Regions from separate parts of the Mus musculus genome. Here regions 1 and 3 are each linked to region 2. A link is a contact called in public Hi-C and HiChIP or PLAC-seq data. All regions are on one chromosome and are shown on one strand. Each heading gives the region's core, a stretch centred on a gene start, on an enhancer-like site or on the middle of the called end of the contact. The rest is flanking DNA. Distances are from core to core; before and after follow the strand shown. Region 1 holds the start of Csf2 (colony stimulating factor 2 (granulocyte-macrophage)). Region 2 overlaps Gm12223 (a long non-coding RNA gene). Region 3 holds the start of P4ha2 (procollagen-proline, 2-oxoglutarate 4-dioxygenase (proline 4-hydroxylase), alpha II polypeptide).

Region 1 (2,700 bases), core at 151-2,650, 79 kb before region 2:
AAGACGAATGCCTTTAGTTCTTCAACATGGCCATTCTGGCCCCCCAGTCTCTCTTTCTACATGATTCCTGTGGTCTTGTCCTGAGTTCCACCTGTTATCTGACCCTCGAAAGCCCTCACTTCTGTCTGGTTTCATCAGTCCACTGAATCAGCTTCTTGGGCCCTAAAGCATGTTTCTTGGCTAGGGGCCCCCTCTCATATCAAGAGGGCACCGCCAGAAGCCCAAGGGTTCTCACAAAGCAGGCAAAACAAGTGTGGCTCATGTTAGATGCACCCTTATGTAAAACCTCCTCCACCTTGACATGTTCCTATGAGTACATATATATCCAACACCACCAGCATACACACATGACTGAAGAGATACACATATGTATCCCCATGGTCTCAAACTTCCTGTATAGGAAGGCTTGGGCCAGATCCCTTGGGCAAACACAAACTCGTGCCGTCTTCTCCAAAAGCCATTGTGAAAATCAAACACTTGTTAGCCCCTTGAGACCATGCTGCCTTTCCAGAAGCAGTTCCTGATTCCACAGAGAGCTTCTGGAGAGGGAGGTGGGCTGGAGCAAGGGGCTGTGCAACAGACTAAGCCTGGGAGAACTTGCCAGGGAAGCGGGGGTTGGGGCGCACGTGTGTGTGTGTGTGTGTGTGTGTGTGTGCGCGCGCGTGTGCGTGTGTGCGTGCCTGGTTATTGTGTTACAGCTAGTTACTATGTTACAGCCAGCCTCAGAGACCCAGGTATCCCATAATGGTACAGATAGCAGTAATGTGTCCTTTTTGAATGGCAGGCTGCTCTGAAGAGGGTAAAGAGGCTCACATAACTCAAAGGAAGAGTCGCTTGGCAAAGGGGGAGGGCAGAATCAGCAGTCAAATGGGAGTAGCCTTACCTGCCCCAGCCAGAAGCTCTAGCCATGCTGTGAATTTTTAGGATTGAACATGCCTTTGTAACTGGGATTGTAGCAGTCAGTTGGGATGGTATCATAAGAGAACATGGTATAGTCTGCCTGGCTTCTATACCCATTGCTGTCATTCTCACTGCTCCCAAGGTGGCAGGGGTGGGGCTTGGCTGGGCAGAGTTTGCCCAGAATGGTCTCCTCAGTGGGAGTCTGTGGAGACCATTATAGAATTGTGTCATTGGGCTGGACCTTATTTAATTAGATAATGAGGTGGACTTGTGAGAAGTGTATATCTCAGAAGGTGGCTGGAAAGAGAACGGGCCAGGACTGGGGCTGGAATGAGCCACCAGAGTAGGTAGAGCTTGCCCAAAGGCCTCCAGGAACAGCAGGTGCTATGGAAGCAAGAGCCCCACTCAGTATCTCCCAAACCCCGCCCCAGCCACTCCAGGCCAGGAAATCCAAATATGCCTGGAGGCCCCTCAAAAAGGAGAGGCTAGCCAGAGGCTGGGTCAGACTGCCCAGGCAGGGTGGGAAAGGCCTTTAAAGCAGCCCGCAGGTGGGCTGCCAGTTCTTGGAAGGGCTTATTAATGAAAACCCCCCAAGCCTGACAACCTGGGGGAAGGCTCACTGGCCCCATGTATAGCTGATAAGGGCCAGGAGATTCCACAACTCAGGTAGTTCCCCCGCCCCCCTGGAGTTCTGTGGTCACCATTAATCATTTCCTCTAACTGTGTATATAAGAGCTCTTTTGCAGTGAGCCCAGTACTCAGAGAGAAAGGCTAAGGTCCTGAGGAGGATGTGGCTGCAGAATTTACTTTTCCTGGGCATTGTGGTCTACAGCCTCTCAGCACCCACCCGCTCACCCATCACTGTCACCCGGCCTTGGAAGCATGTAGAGGCCATCAAAGAAGCCCTGAACCTCCTGGATGACATGCCTGTCACGTTGGTGAGTGAGGGAGAGAGTTGGGTTGTTCCCAGGCCACCCATTGGCCCTTGTCTTGCCCTGCCTTTCAGCTTGGTAACACGGCACTTCCTTTTTACAGAATGAAGAGGTAGAAGTCGTCTCTAACGAGTTCTCCTTCAAGGTAAGCTGCTTCTCTTTTGCTCTTCTCTTTTGGTGTAGCTTCCCGGGTTGCCCTGCAGGGCTGCTTTAAATAGCCTCTTGCAAGGCTTTCTACACTCTTCCCTGCCAGTGGCTGCCAGCGGGAGGGGGCAGAATCTGGGTAGTCAAGATCTCTATATCCATTCCTCTGTAGCAGTCACGTGCACTCTTTTATCGTCCAGAGCCATGCCCCTGTGGCAGTCATGTGCACTCTTTTTATCAAGTGAGCAATAAGTTTGGGCAGAGCTAGCTTTCAAAGGTCAGAGGTCTTCAGGGATTGATGGGAGCATGAGAGTCACTTTATGAGTTGGCCTTGTTGCCTTCAAGTTCTCTCTGTGCCCCGTGACCATGGAGAGAAGGTATTGATTATACAGGGGCACAGAGGGTATTGATTATACAGGGCACAGAGGGGCTTTTGAAATAGTGCTTCCCCACACAGAAGTTTGGGCTCTGGCCATCTCCTTCTTCTAGAATGGCAGCAAGTAGCCTTTGCTTACAAATTTTTTTTTTGGGGGGGGGACAGCACTTGGAACTGGGAACCTCTATGGTACCAGACTATAAACATGGCTGTGGTAGCTGAGGTGGCCTGGACCAGGCAAGAAGAAGGGCAGTGCTCAGGACAGTGTTATGACTAGCCCCAACCTGTACCACTTGGTGGGAGCAGAAGGGAGTAGGGAGAAGTTAGCTTGTATTCTATGGACACTTG
Region 2 (2,700 bases), core at 58-2,557:
ACATGGTGGTTTACAACCATATGTAATGGGATTTGACGCCCTCTTCTGATGTGTCTGAAGACAGCTACAGTGTACTCATAAACATTAAATAAATAAATAAATCTAAATAAAAATAAAGATTGGCCTGTGACCAAGACTGTAGGACATTTAATTAGTGATTGGTGTGGAGCAGTGATCCTGTCAGTCATGACCCCTTTGGCAAATCACTATCTCCAAAAATATTTACACTTACATTCATAACAGTAGCAAATTGTAGTTATAAAGTAGCAATGAAAATAACTCATAGTTGGTAGTCACGACATTATGAAGAACTGAATTGAAGGATCACAACATTAGGGGAGTTGAGAACCACGGAGTGGGGAGACCCAGCCTATTGTGTGTGGGTGGAACCATCCCTGGGCTGGTGGTCCTCGTTGCTGTAAGAAAGCAGGCTGAGCAAGGCATGAGGAACAAGCCAGTAAGCAGCACCCCTTCATGGCCTCTGCATCAGCTCTGCTCTGACCACCTTTGATGATGAACCGTGGTATGGTAGAGTGAGAGAAATAAACCTAACTCTTTCATGGGGTCTCTGTGAGAGGGAGCACCCTCTCAGAGCCGAAGGGGAGGAGGGATGAGGTGAAGAATTCTGAGAGGGAGGACCAGGAAGGGGGCAACATTTGGGATGTAAATAAATAAAACCCTTCCTTTCCCAAGTTGCTTTTGCTCATGGTGGCTTAGCACAGCAAAAGTAACCCTGATTATGACAGGGCTGTTTAGGATAAAAATCTTTTACAAAGTGGGACAATGAACGTGAAAGATATTTTTAGTTGATACTTTTGTCTCTTCTGCCTCTTGACTTTTTTCAACAAACAACAGGTATTAGCAGAGTGCTCCAGAAATGCTGGATGAAGAATTGGTCTGCAGCTACAGAGATGTTGGTGTTGAGTGTAGTTTTTTGTTTGTGAGACAGGGTCTCATGGTGTAACCCTGGCTGGCTTGGCTTGGTACATCCTGTGTAAACCAAGCTGATCTTGAACTCACAGAGATCTGCCTGCCTCTACCTCTCCAGTGCTAGGATTGAAGATATGTGCAACCACCCCTGGCTGACATGTAGTTTTAATGGTGACGATGAATGTATAGTGTCATCTAAAATCTTGCTTCTAAAAGGAAAGGACTCCTCTCTGCTGGCAAAACCCTGGGAGAGAGACCTCAGACCATAGCACTGGCTTCTGGATATTTTTGACAAAGGTGCTTAGAAAGTGGGCTAGACCACAGGTCTCAATGCAGAGAAGGTGCTATCTGGGGGTGAAAAGGGAACCTTGAAAAGTGAAATGTCCTTTAGAGGTTTGGTGGTGAAGAGGAGGAGGAAGTGGCTGAAAGCAAAGGTCTTTTATAATCATACAAGAAACAATTCAAAGAAGACGGAACAAAAAAACATCATTAAAAGGACCACAGTTTACCAAACAGAAGAGAAACAGTTCCCCTAAGACCAATGATACAGGAAAGCCCAACACAATAGTCATGAAAACAGCCGAGATGTCACTAATTATGCTACTATAAATAGCAAAGTAGAAAACGAAAATCATCTTTTCAGAAGTTGAAAGCCCAACAACACAGTGAAGCTGCCCCCCCCCCCACAAGAAGCAGAAGAGACTGTAGAGGCCATAATAAAATACTGAGTAGTTTGTTACAGGTGAACAGCTGTTACTGATACCACAGATCAGAAACAGTCAAACTCAGGATGGATACTGACAAGAAAGGTGATGGAGTAAGAACCAAGGAAGCCCAGGAAAGACTACAAGAAACTCAGCTCAGAAGTAAAGACTAAATCATAAGGTGTCCAAGAAAGAAGGAGGCTTGTCCAAACGTGCTTAGAAACACAGAGGTGAAAAAGAAATAAAAATCAAGGAAACAAAGCTGAGATGAACATAAAAGAAACGGGATCAGAAAGAGTGACAGACAAATACGTGGCAAGAAAGAGAAACGGATGGAGATGAACAGAGTCCTAAAAATAAATAGATTGATTGATTAATTAATTAATTAGAAAAGGAAAGGAAAAGCCAGGCTGGGCTGACAGCAATTAAAATGCTTGCCGTGCAAGCAAGCACGAGGATCCAAGCCCGCGTACAGAAGCTGAGCATCTCGGCACCCGCCCTGGTGATCCAGTTCTGAGGCCGAGACTCAAAAAACAAGGTGGAATTCCATGCATTTGATCTGAGCACTCAGGAGGCTGAGATAGTCAGATCTCTTATAAATTAAGTATTTTTATTTTATTTCCAAGTTGCCTATTGCTGTTGTATAAAACCTTGCTAAATTACCTATTTTAAAGAGTAGTACATGCATTGTCTTAGGTTTTCTATGGAAAAATCATAGCTATACATTTCCTTTCAAATACATATTGGCTTTTCTTACCTTAAGCACCAATTCTTCTAGTGTGCACTTAAAAAAATATGAATACTAAGAAGAAATAGTTAGATTTGTTCCTAAATTCCTAGGAAAATGCTAAGCATCTCACCATTAAGTCCAAAGTAAACTGAAGAGCTCTGGCTCTTCAAACCCTTTAATCAGATGAAGAACCTTCCCCCTCTGCTCGTTAAGACTCGGTCTTATCAGAAGCAGATGTTGGGTGTTATCAAATTCTTTTTTTTACTATGTATAAAGAGGATCTTGGAGCCTTTCTCCTTAATTCTTTTATTGTGGTAAATTAGGTTAATTTACTTT
Region 3 (2,700 bases), core at 69-2,568, 70 kb after region 2:
GGCCTGCATTAAGAAGCAAAATCCTTAAAGTGTCATTCTTCAGGGTAAGGATCCACTGTGTGGCCCAGTCAGGGAAGCCACGTCGCAAGGATGGAGTGAGTTGGCTGGAGGCCTTTCCCCAATGATTCTCTTGTACTGAGACTCCTTAGCGCGTTGAGAGCACAGCAGAGTTGCTGTAGGGGGCAATTCAATGATCTCCTTCAGCATAGTAAATGACACATTAGAATACAGATGACAGGAAGACCCACCTGTACTTCCCAGTAAAATCCTGCGACAGAAGTACCCAGACCCATGCTCACCTTGCAAGGGCTCAGTGGACTTTCCTCATGCAGATCTCTCACTGCTTGTGGGTGGGGCCCTTGGACAGCTATTCCCTAAAGCGGCCCTTTTCCGTTACCTTGATTCCACTACTGTACCACAGACGTGATACTGGCCCAAGCTTGCGGCCACTCAGGGTGATTCCTCAGTCCAGGTTCCTAAGTGACCAATCCAGTTTACCGGAGCCTCCCACCCCAGCCCATGTCTCCTGCCCGGAAGCATCCAGACATCTACCAAGTCCACACAGCCCAAACTCCACACTAACTCAGTACTTACCTTGCTGATGCTCTGGACCTGAACTTTCTGAGTCTTCCCTTCTGCCTGCCTCAGTCCTTGAAAGTCTCCAGGCACAGAGAATGCTCTATTTGTTGAATCAGTCAGCCAATCGCCACCGGTCTCTGAAACTGCTCAGGGAAAACATCAGAGGTTCGACAAGGATGTCTTCTGACAGATAGGAGGAGAGTTTCTGATTTAAGAGCCCATAAAACTGGCAGCGACCAAGCTGGTCCTTGCCAGGGTTGGGAGCCAGGGGTCTTCCTCATCCTAAGCAGCGCCGCCTTCGGGGCCAGGCGGGCGCCTCCGCCTTAGATCGGGGGGCGACCCCGGGGTCAGGTCGCCCCTTCCCGGGAGCCCGCCAAGTGTCCTGTCCGGCCCGGCCTAACAGTACCGGCAGGAAGGGCACCGCTGACCTCACCGCCCTAACCCTGGGAAGGGACGCGGGCGGGACAGGAACCCAGGCGGGTGCAGAATCAGGGCGCCGGACGCGGGGCACGGGGCTGAGGGACCCCGGATCCAGCTCCCGGCTCCGCGCAGAGCAGAACGCACCGCCCGGCCACCGGGACCCGAGCCCAGCCCGGCGACGACCCTGCGGACCCGCGCTCACCTGAACACGCGCAGAAGCCGGCGTTTCCAGAACCTCCCGCGGCGTCGCCCCGGCGCTCTCGGCTCCGCCCTCGTCACAGTCTCCGCCCGCTTGAGCCTCCGCCACGTCCCCACCTCCCGCCCCCCGGGCCCGCCCGGGCCTGGCTCCGAGCCACTGGAGCCTTCGGGAAGGCCCGAGCCGCCACGCGCTGCACGTATGCGATGCACACCTCCTTGCGCCGCGTGGGACCGGCACCAGGGGCGGCGCCCCCATCCCAGCCTGCTCCAGCCCTCTGTGGTCCCACCACCCCCACATCCATTACCACCGGCAAATTGCAGGAGGCTGGCGTCACTAAGATCGGGAATTGAGTATCCTGGGAGGGGAGTGGAGGGAGGGAAAAGACAAGGGTCTGAGATGTCAGCGCACCTCATCTCTCCAGATGACCCATCTCCAAAGCCTAACTGCTTCTCTGAGGGGCTCAGGCTAGCCAGGCTTCGGCTCTTCTGTAAATGTGAGAAGTTGGCGTAGCCTGGAGCATCTCATCCTAGGGCCAACCTATGGCTTATAACACAGGCCAATGAGATTGGACACCTCAACCAGCTCTGTCTGAGACACACACAGTCAAGAAGACAGGGAAGCAACCGACCTCGATCTGAACTGAAGGATGCTCTGGCAGCTGAGCAGGTTCCCACGCCTGCCCTGTAAGCTTGCTTCTCCATGAATGAGGGGAAGCAGTCTGAGAATCTCATCAGGGAGCAGAGCCCAGAACGGAGATGCCCGGCCTGTGGGACTGTGCCTGGAGTTTGGTGTGGATTTCCCTATAATGGCATGGACCAGGCAGACGGCCCAGACTAGGAAAGACAGACACACAGAAACAACTCAGAAAATACTACCTGGCCACTTGTCCGTGTCTGTGGCAGCTACCAGCCAAGAGCCCAGTTGAAACCATGCACAAACCTTTCTGCATCTGCTATGCCACAGAAAGTACAGTTTGCCCAGATCCTCAGATCCTCCCCATGCCCGCCCACTTCTCTGTCCGGAGTGGTCCTCCTCCTCCTCCTCCTCCTCCTCCTCCTCCTCCTCCTCCTCCTCCTCCTCCTCCTCCCCCTCTCCACAGGATCTTTCCCATTGGCCTATAAATACCTTCAATCCATGGCTATGGAAACATAACCCTCACCCCACTCTACCACCCACTGTGCATCTCTCCTTGGCCAACCAAGCAAGCAAAGTCCATCTTCTTGGCCTATCTCTCAGACCTTCTAGCTCCACAACAGCCCCCAACAGTTACTGTATTATGTTTATTGCTTTACCGTTGTTAAATCACCCTTACATGGTGTATGCTCTTTTTTATTTTTTTTTAAATTATCTTTAATCTTTTTTTTTTTTACAGTCCAGTTGTTATCCCCCATCCATTCTCACCGCCAACAGTTCCTCATCCCATTTCTTGTCCCCTGTCTCCAAGAGGATGTCCCCACACCCCCACACAACCCCACACTCCACCAGGCCTCCCATTCCCTGGG

What was found. HiChIP or PLAC-seq counts read pairs in DNA pulled down with a chosen protein or histone mark. Hi-C and Micro-C count contacts between places; a contact is called where the count stands out from the background.
Region 1: a contact with region 2 is called in a CTCF HiChIP or PLAC-seq map of CD8 T cells, with 6 read pairs. The contact joins the promoter of Csf2 here to the enhancer-like site in region 2. A contact is called at or near these places in 15 of 39 promoter capture datasets (the 3T3-L1 cell line, 3T3-L1-derived adipocytes, the C10 cell line and 7 more), 4 of 15 datasets of contacts at CTCF or cohesin (CD8 T cells, the NIH/3T3 cell line and pro-B cells), 75 of 484 Hi-C or Micro-C datasets (the 4T1 cell line, 8-cell embryo, B cells and 47 more), 10 of 115 datasets of contacts at active chromatin or transcription factors (CD8 T cells, the HPC-7 cell line, Th2 cells and 5 more) and 5 of 9 other capture datasets (adipose tissue, bone marrow-derived macrophages, embryonic stem cells and 2 more).
Region 3: a Hi-C map of CD8 T cells shows a contact between it and region 2, with 2.0 times the contacts expected there. The contact joins the promoter of P4ha2 here to the enhancer-like site in region 2. A contact is called at or near these places in 1 of 15 datasets of contacts at CTCF or cohesin (the NIH/3T3 cell line), 68 of 484 Hi-C or Micro-C datasets (8-cell embryo, CD4 T cells, CD8 T cells and 45 more), 5 of 115 datasets of contacts at active chromatin or transcription factors (CD8 T cells, embryonic stem cells, memory CD8 T cells and 1 more) and 3 of 9 other capture datasets (adipose tissue, liver and pancreatic islet).

Annotation. Positions count from the first base shown.
Region 1 is chr11:54,248,599-54,251,298 of GRCm38.p6, reverse strand. It overlaps Csf2 (colony stimulating factor 2 (granulocyte-macrophage)), which reads left to right and starts at 1,400. Exons shown (of 4, transcript NM_009969.4): 1 at 1,400-1,838; 2 at 1,936-1,977. The coding sequence starts at 1,689. The region is part of intron 4 of Gm12223 (a long non-coding RNA gene); the gene reads right to left.
Region 2 is chr11:54,169,993-54,172,692 of GRCm38.p6, reverse strand. All of the region lies in intron 3 of Gm12223 (a long non-coding RNA gene), which reads right to left. Among named protein-coding and RNA genes, the nearest start is that of Gm12223, 29 kb to the right of the region's middle. Within about 2 kb of position 1,307, at least 8 of the 459 cell types and tissues checked have an H3K27ac peak or open chromatin away from gene starts, as enhancers often do. A contact at or near this core is called in B cells, CD8 T cells, the MNK3 cell line and 2 more, where this site is marked.
Region 3 is chr11:54,099,542-54,102,241 of GRCm38.p6, reverse strand. P4ha2 (procollagen-proline, 2-oxoglutarate 4-dioxygenase (proline 4-hydroxylase), alpha II polypeptide) reads right to left here and starts at 1,318. Exons shown (of 16, transcript NM_001136076.2): 1 at 1,202-1,318; 2 at 595-722.